Regions from separate parts of the Sus scrofa genome. Here region 2 is linked to region 1. The links are chromatin contacts, called in public HiChIP or PLAC-seq maps. All regions are on one chromosome and are shown on one strand. Each heading gives the region's core, a stretch centred on a gene start, on an enhancer-like site or on the middle of the called end of the contact. The rest is flanking DNA. Distances are from core to core; before and after follow the strand shown. Region 1 overlaps GLIPR1 (glioma pathogenesis-related protein 1). Region 2 has its middle 50 kb from the start of PHLDA1.

Region 1 (4,051 bases), core at 367-2,866:
TTACTATTAATTTATTCAATTAAATTTATTCTAAACATAGTCCCAACCATGCACAAAATCTTCTCTCAGTGCCCAGTTCCCACCAACCTTCCATCACTTTCTGTATCCATTATTATTTTGCCCCATATTCTTTTAAATTCAGAAGCAGCCACCTCTAGGACAAAAATCACCCTTTTCCCTTAAGAAAATGCAATGCCATTCCTGACATTCCTCATCCCTTCTTTACTGAAAACATACATCCTAGTTTCCTTAAGCAACCAAGAACTACTATATAAGTAATTTTTAAAAACAGGTTTTCTTATAGAGAACATCTCAGGGTGGCACTGAATATTTAATAGTCCCAAATATCTTTAGTTTCTCTGTAAAGTGAAGCCCATGTCCAGTAATTAATGTTTCAGTATATTACCCTATCTGGAAATGACCTAGTTATTCCATAATCTTCCATCATTCAACATAGTTTAAATTTTGTGCAACTCTAAATTTTCACATTACCAGATATCTGGAGAGATTATTTTAAAAGTAGATATTCCTAAAACAATTTTCCCCAAATTGTTCCTAAAGAGTTCACACAAAAGCTTGTCTCATTTACATTTAAGTTTCTTATAAAAATGTTATCATACCAAGTTATTTTCTTGCTGTTAAATTGCAACAGATACAGCAACATCTTATTTTACTTCTATTAAAAGCTAAGTACAATAAAGATTTATACTTAATCTTGATGACTCTAAAGACATATCTCTATCACTTAAATCAACAAACCTAATATCAGGTATTAATTTAATACTGAATATTTCCCAGTTCACATGAACCTAAAATTAATTCTGGCCAGTAACCTTCTGTTTTTGAGAATTTCTACAAGTGCTTAATTTCAATTGTTTAAGCCAATTAACTAGAGATCATTTACAAATTAATTTTGATAATATCAAAGGTAAAAAGAAAATGTATACAAACATACAACCAGATCTCATTATCTTCATTTTCTTTTAATTTTTTAAAATTTTGTTATTTCCCCAATACAATTTTTTTTCTACTGTACAGCATGGTGACCCAGTTACACATATATGTATACTTTTTTTTCTCACATTATGCTATCTTCATTTTCTAAGCTTAATTATGGATCTGATATCAAACATAAAATCCACTATTATAAATAACAGTTGGAATAAGTTTTCTTGGTCATTGGGCTCATAGCTATCATATGGAACTGGAGAAGTTCTTCCCATATTGAATCAAATGAAACATTCACGCACAAAACTGAAAGCAAAAGCATAATCGTTGCCAGCCAAAAGGAAGCTACAAACCAACTCAAATTGGCTTCCAAGTGCCACTAAGCCCAGGACCTGAGTCCGAGTGGTGCCCTTTGAGAATTCTTAAATGGATCAGATCCAAGGGGCCTCAGAGTGCTCTTGGGGGACTTACCCAGATACTGGTAGAGGTGTCACAACGGCCCAGATGCTATTTTTGTTCTTCCCCAAAATCATTTCTCAGAGTAAGAGGTTTGGGCTGGCGTGGGCACAAAGAGATAAAGATGTCCTCAAGGCCTTGGAGCTGCTGGGCAGTTTCTCTCTAGTCCTCTGTTCCTATCCTGGAGCTCCAACTACTGAGACGACTGGCTGGGTGTGACCTGGGCATGGCCCAATGGCAGGATCTCTGATGATCTGGCCTCTTGAGTCATCCTCCAACCCTCTGCTCTCCTGAAAGAGGTTTGCATAGAGAGAAACCCCAAACCGTCTTATGAAGTCCAGGGGCCACACACGGCCAGCTGCCAGTCAGTTGATCCCAAACGAGCCCCCAAAGTTTGTTGCCAAAACTTGGCCTCTGTCCACTGGTGCTGAATAGAAACTTTGAAACAGAGTTTTGGGTAAAAGAAAAAAAATATCTTTTCTTTCTTTGCCAGGCAGAGGCCAGAGCAGATAATGCCTTACAGACAGTGCCCCTTGGAACTCAGAGAAGGCCATGGAGGCTGAATGAGGCCATTTTTATAGCTCCGATTTGACACCTAACCTGGGAACCTCCATATGCCATGGGTTCGGCCCTAAAAAGACAAAGGGAGAAATGTAGAAGTTAAAAAAAGCTGCAAAAACTATTGGACATGCATTGAGCTGTTACAGCACTTGCCACCTAACCAAGAGATTTCTATGTTAGCCTAAGTTGGTCACAGGATGTGTTAGATTGACACTAAGTTACCTGCCATCCTCAAGGAAATTTCTCTGCAATGAGGTACACAGTTAAATATCACACATTTTCCAACCTAGCAGCACATCCCTTTTTAGGAATTAGTTTGGCTCTGAGAGATCCCTACCTTATGGCACAACCTAAGAACTATTGTTCGTATACCTAAGAACTATTGTTGCAGAAGCTACAAGTATTTTTTTTTAAGGCAAAGTTTTATTAAAAACATCTATAATTTTGTGATCTTGAGAACTTGACTTAGTAACCATGAGGTTGTCAGTCCCAAAATGTGGCTGGAGAGAGATGTGGGTTAATTTCCATTTTTGAGCCAAGGTCCAACAAAGCTGCGGCCAGCTCTCAGGGGAATTACAACCTGTATTACAATGGCCATTATGCAGAACATTTAAGTCAGATAAGATCATTTAAAAAGTGTGCTTAAGGAGTTCTCTTCATGGCTCAGAGGTTAACCAACCCAAATGGTATCCATGAGGTTGAGGGTTGGATCCCTAGCCTTGCTCAGTGGGTTAAGGATCCAGCATTGCTGTGAGCTGTGGTGTAGGTCGCAGATGCAGCTCAGATTTGGCATTGCTGTGCCTGTGGCATAGGCTGGCAGCTACAGCTTGGATTCAACCCCTAGCCTGGGAATCTCCATATGCTGTGGATGCAGCCCTAAAATAGCAAAAATAAATAAAAAGTGTACTTGAAAGTAAGGGCTCCTAAATTAAGCAAACAGAATAGGATGCCTATTTTAAGTAGCATAAGACAACTCCAAAAGCGCCCCCTCCAAATTCCAAAATAGCTTCATTAAAAATTGTTATAGAAGACAAATGAAAATTTAAAGACATGAGATCATAAACAAAGTTGACCAAACCATTATCCTTACAGCTACAACAGCTTCAAGGCCAGGCACTTAAAAATCATACCTGGGTCCCACTGATGCTGCATTTTCCTAGGGGTCCATCATTAAAATACTGACCCCATAGATTGTTTTAGTTGTATTAACTGGGACACTGGAAAAGAGATTGTCCTTCAAGGCCCTATGCAAATTTGTCAAAATCAATTTGAATGCCCTGATATCCACTCCTAAAAGTATAGCCCCATGTAGCCATCTCCCTGCCCAGAACTGATAGGACTTCAAAAGTTTCCCTGGGAAAGTGCTATGCTCTTAAACAGCCAAGGGAGGCTAAAATTAAAGTTAAAAACTAGAACCTGGAGAGGGAATTCCTGGAAAAACTAGCAGATTCCAGTGAAGGATGAGAATTCTTAGCAAGTTCTCCAGAACCTGTTTGTAATGCCCAGCTGAGAGAGAAAAATAAAATTTCACATTGTCCCTTTCTAAATCTAGACCTATTAGTTACTGATTCTTCCTCTCTCACTAACTACTAACTACTCAGTAACTAACTACCAACTACTCAGTAACTAACTTCCTGCCTTCTCTGATTTTTCATCTTAAGTGCTTGGCTTAGCTTTCTGTCTGCCTGGGACACACAGGCTATTGGTTCTTTCTTTGGTTATCTTTGGGAGTGACTCTGGGAGTGACTCCAGATCTTGGGAATGTAGTAACCTTTGCACCCTCTCTGAGGATACCTTTTGGGTCCATGGAGTTACTTAATACTGCCAGAAATATTTACTCTTTGTTCCAGCTAAAACATGGCAAGATAGTTGAAGGGGTTTAATAACTTTATGATCAGAAATTTGGCTGAATTGGAAACTGATATTCAGAGCTTGATAGGAATTTTTTTTTAAAGCTTCCACCCTAAGCTAAAATGAAACTATGTTCCCAGAGAGAAAGATAAACTTTCCAAAACCCTTGTAAAATAATTTATGGGTGGATCAACCTCTGGTGTCATTTAAATTACAACCTAATTCCCTAAGAAAT
Region 2 (4,152 bases), core at 135-2,634, 500 kb before region 1:
GCTGAAGGCAGTAACAGGATGTGGACCCAGAGGTCCTGCCTGTCTACCTAGAAATGACTAATCTCCTTTCTCTAATTTAATAAAGGAGGATAACATTGGAGTGGGTAAGAAGAGAGAATATGAAAGTGAGGAAAGTGGCTAGAATGGGAGGTGGGGATGGAAGGAAGAGGAAAGGTTCTAGACCCCAATCAGTTCCTGAGCTGTGACTGGAACATCATTTGCTATCCCATGTCCTCTATCAACTTGAGTTACCAAGCACAAATCAGAGCTCTGCATTAAGCTGTGTGACATACAAGTGCCTAATTCCCACCCTCCCAACTAGCCAGGGAAGGGGTTTCTTAGCCTAGTTCATCCAGAAGGCAAGGGCTTGGGTAATGTGGCGGGGGGGGGGGGGTGTTGGTTGGTTTTTTTGTTTTGCCAAACCCACAGACAGCATGCAGAAGTTCTTAGGCCAGGAACTGAACCTGCACCATGGCAGTGACCCTAGCCACAGCAGTCACAACACCAGATCCTTAACCTGCTGAGCCACAGGGAAATCCTTGGGTGATGTCTTTTGAGGGCTGGTATATTCTTTTATAATAAGGAAATATAGAAATATATATTTCTATATATATATTATTTCTTAATATAGAAATATAGAAAGCTTTTGTAGGCCCATATGGGGGAGAGACCACCATTAGAAAGCTCACCCTGGCATGGAGGGAAATGCCTTTGAACTCTACATCCCAGCAGGATGAGCAGAGAACTGGGAGATCAGCTCACCTCCATGGACTATCCCCACATGAAGTTGTATTCAGTAATATAGGCAATTAAAGAGTTTCCTTCTTTTCCCCTAGGTTTCCTTCTTCTACTCTGTGCATGTTTTTGGATGAACTATATTTAGCTTTTAGGTGAATGTTTTGAAGGCATCCTGATTTTGTTGAAAACTGAAATCATCCCCCTGGAGTACTGGGTTGTATTAGGACAGCCTCTGCCAATCTTTGTAAACCCTTTGCTTTTCTGAATACAGACATTGGACTCACATCTTCTTAAATGTAAATGATTCCATCAAATTCATTCCAACTTTCGTACATGTATGAGTTTGGTCTACTTCTAAGCAAGCCAAGCAAATTCTTCAAATTCCAAACCCAGTTACTGATGGAAGGAGTTCCTATGATTGCCTAAAACAGCAGGATTCTGCCAAATTGTCCTCAATGCCAGTTCAACAGCTAGGGTTTTTTGGTATCATAAAATCAGTGCTTATCCTGATTCTCACCCCCTGAGCTGTGTTATCCAGACCTCTGCCAATAGATCTGCATCATTGTTGTGTGCCTTGTTTGACTGCCCTGTCTCCAGCTCTGTTGAGACTGTCTGTGGGTGGCTTCCCTGTGCCGGGATGACAAGGGCAAAGGTCAGAAGCTTCCATGATTCATTTCCTTTTTGCTGCACGCAGTGGATGGTTTTCTGGGTGAGTCACTCAGATGCCAAACACAGGAGGGATTTTCTTCACAGAGAGGCCCTGAGGCTCTGCTATGCCCTGAACTGGAAGAACTGAGTTCTTAATATCTTTTTAAAAATTTTTGTATTTATCTCGATGATTTCATAACCCCCTTTGTATCCCCTGTCTTTGTGTCTGATGACTGCTTTGTGAACACTGCCAAACCTTTGTAGAACTTTCTGGTATCTTGTGGAGCCCCATTGAATTCTGACTCGAATAATTGGACTCTTAAATATATACTCCCAACACACTCCAGTACTAAAAAAAATCTCTGGTATGCCATCTATACTGGAGCTTTAACAGTAGTCTACTCATGGCTCCTCAAAAATCCACCCTCTTTTTCTCCCAGAATAACAATCTATGGAAGGAACCTAGATATCAACAGAGAAAGATGTTTAAATAACTAGAGCTAAGCTCTGCAGTAAAGTGTTTTTTCCTCAATAAAGGGAGGGTTATTATTTTCTTTCCTTTTTTAACCTTTTGAAAATTATGAAATAGAATATACAAATAGAAAACATAAATATATAGCATAATGTATACTTACAAAGTGAACACCCCTCAATCAAGAAAGGGAACATTGCCAGCCCAGATACCCCTCCTTTGTTGACCTTCTAGACCACACCCCCTCCCTCCCTCCTAGAAGTAACCACTATCCTAACTTTGGTGATGATCACTTCCTTGCTTTTCTGACCACCTCTGGTTGCAAGGTTATTATTTTCTAAAACAGTATCGCTTCTATCTTCTACTGGTGGCACAATATCTTTCATTTGTATTAAGCAATGACCACAGGATGACATTGGGCTGGAGTTATGTATATGCACTGTTTTCTTCCTCACCCCCAAATTCCAAAGAACTGCTTATCTATGTTTTCTGTGTCATGAACTAACAACATTCCTGGTACGACACATGTTTAAAATAATGACAGAGAAGAGGTAAAATAAGCACGAAACTTTCTGCGGCCTACCTCTTGCATTCTGGGTTTTCTGAGCTGCAAGTAGAGTGGTGGATGATAGGAACCCTCCTCTCCTTCCTATGACATCCTCATTCTTTAATTTCCCTGGGAAGTAGCCCAGAAAGTTCTAAAATATGTAGAACCTGGGCATGAAAAGTACCTATTTACTTGTTCTTGGACTACTCATCCCCCTCACCTTTGCCTCCAACTGTGAGAACAGTCATGTCATTTCAATTATATCATCACACTATTCATTGCAACTCACCCCAGGGATTCTTTGACCTTCTTTGGTCTGATACATTCTCTACTGAGCTAGGAATAAAGATATATGGGAATAGGACTTAAAGCCTCATTCTTCACATTTTTGTTACCTCATCTTCCTCTACTTCCTTGACTGGCTCAGGCAACCGTTGGCAACCACGTTTTAAAGTGCTTCCATTTCTATGAAAATGAAAAGCTTGGATTTATTAGTAGTAATGGATTCAAGATCCTAGGCATTTTTCTTCTTAAGAGCCTGGCTTAGACTTGGGAACCTACAAGATAACAGGCCTCAGATTTTGGTAGCTCCATTAGGGTTGGAGGGAGGATGGTCAGTCTTTGAAGCTCTCTTTTGATTCAAGGCCACATTCTGTGTTTCCTGCCAGCACAGGTCTGGTGATCTCTGTGACCTCGTGCCCAGAGCTTGTAGATAGCTTTATAAGCTTAATGGGAGAAAAGTCAATTATAAGACATCAAAGGTGATGTGGGTGGGATTGCCCTGGAAACACCCACTGGACTATAATGCTGCTCACTGTGGAATACCATTTGGTGAAATGCCTCTCCATCCTGGGCTTTATCCAAGATGTGGTCACTGAATCCCCACAAGGCCTTTATGTTCCCCACTGTGGTCCTCATAGCCAGAGTTTCCCCATGAGTAGGTTAGATACTTGTGTAAAACAGTTTGGTTAGTGGAGGAGCAGGTATTGGAAAAACAAACAAGACAGGGATTTAATTTTGGAGTAAGTCTGGAGGTGGTATTAACGGAGGAAGTTAAAGTTATTTTCAGAGGTGCTTGTGAATTGTCCAGATCCATGTCCTTAACCTTGGGATGGGGTAGCATCTGAGTCACACTAAATGCGGAACCTGAACAGGGCTCCGAGCCTGTCACAGGGGCCAGGATCTTGGGCAGGTGGCTTTCATTCACCACATGAGTTTTGGGGCCCAGTGTTAAAGGTCCCAAAACCTTTTTATTTTATTTTTTTTTCAGAGGAGGAAGTTGGAGAGAAACAGAGGTGGCAGCTCCCACGTTAACATACCTCTTGGACTTTTTCACCCGTGTGAGATGAGGAACCCTTTTTCATCCTCTCCCTGACCCAGGCTCTGCTCTCCAACTCCTCCAAAGCGATTCATTGTTATCCTCTTACAAAATGCTTTCCCACCTTTTCTAATATGTAGTTTGAATGATTTGTTTATTCTTGATTTGCTCATTTGATCAACACAGTTTTTGAGCTCACACAAATTGCCAGGCACTGCCTCAGACCCTAGGGATGCACAAGTGAATGACACAGATGAACAACACCATTTATTTACTTTTAAAATTTTTTCATTTTTTTTCAATGAAATTTTTTACTTATTTATTTTTTGTGGCCACACCCACGATATATGGAAGTTCCTGGGCCAGGGATTGACTCTGAGCTGCAGCTGCAAACTTTGCCACAGCTGTGGCCATACTGGATCCTTTAAC

The links. HiChIP or PLAC-seq counts read pairs in DNA pulled down with a chosen protein or histone mark.
Region 2: a contact with region 1 is called in an H3K27ac HiChIP or PLAC-seq map of alveolar macrophages. The contact joins two enhancer-like sites. A contact is called at or near these places in 1 of 5 promoter capture datasets (fetal liver) and 1 of 2 datasets of contacts at active chromatin or transcription factors (alveolar macrophages).

The regions. Positions count from the first base shown.
Region 1 is chr5:38,764,681-38,768,731 of Sscrofa11.1, reverse strand. All of the region lies in intron 1 of GLIPR1 (glioma pathogenesis-related protein 1), which reads right to left. Among named protein-coding and RNA genes, the nearest start is that of GLIPR1, 8.1 kb to the right of the region's middle. Within about 2 kb of position 1,616, at least 33 of the 83 cell types and tissues checked have an H3K27ac peak or open chromatin away from gene starts, as enhancers often do. A contact at or near this core is called in alveolar macrophages, where this site is marked.
Region 2 is chr5:39,267,028-39,271,179 of Sscrofa11.1, reverse strand. No RefSeq gene overlaps it. Among named protein-coding and RNA genes, the nearest start is that of PHLDA1, 50 kb to the left of the region's middle. Within about 2 kb of position 1,384, at least 28 of the 83 cell types and tissues checked have an H3K27ac peak or open chromatin away from gene starts, as enhancers often do. A contact at or near this core is called in alveolar macrophages, where this site is marked.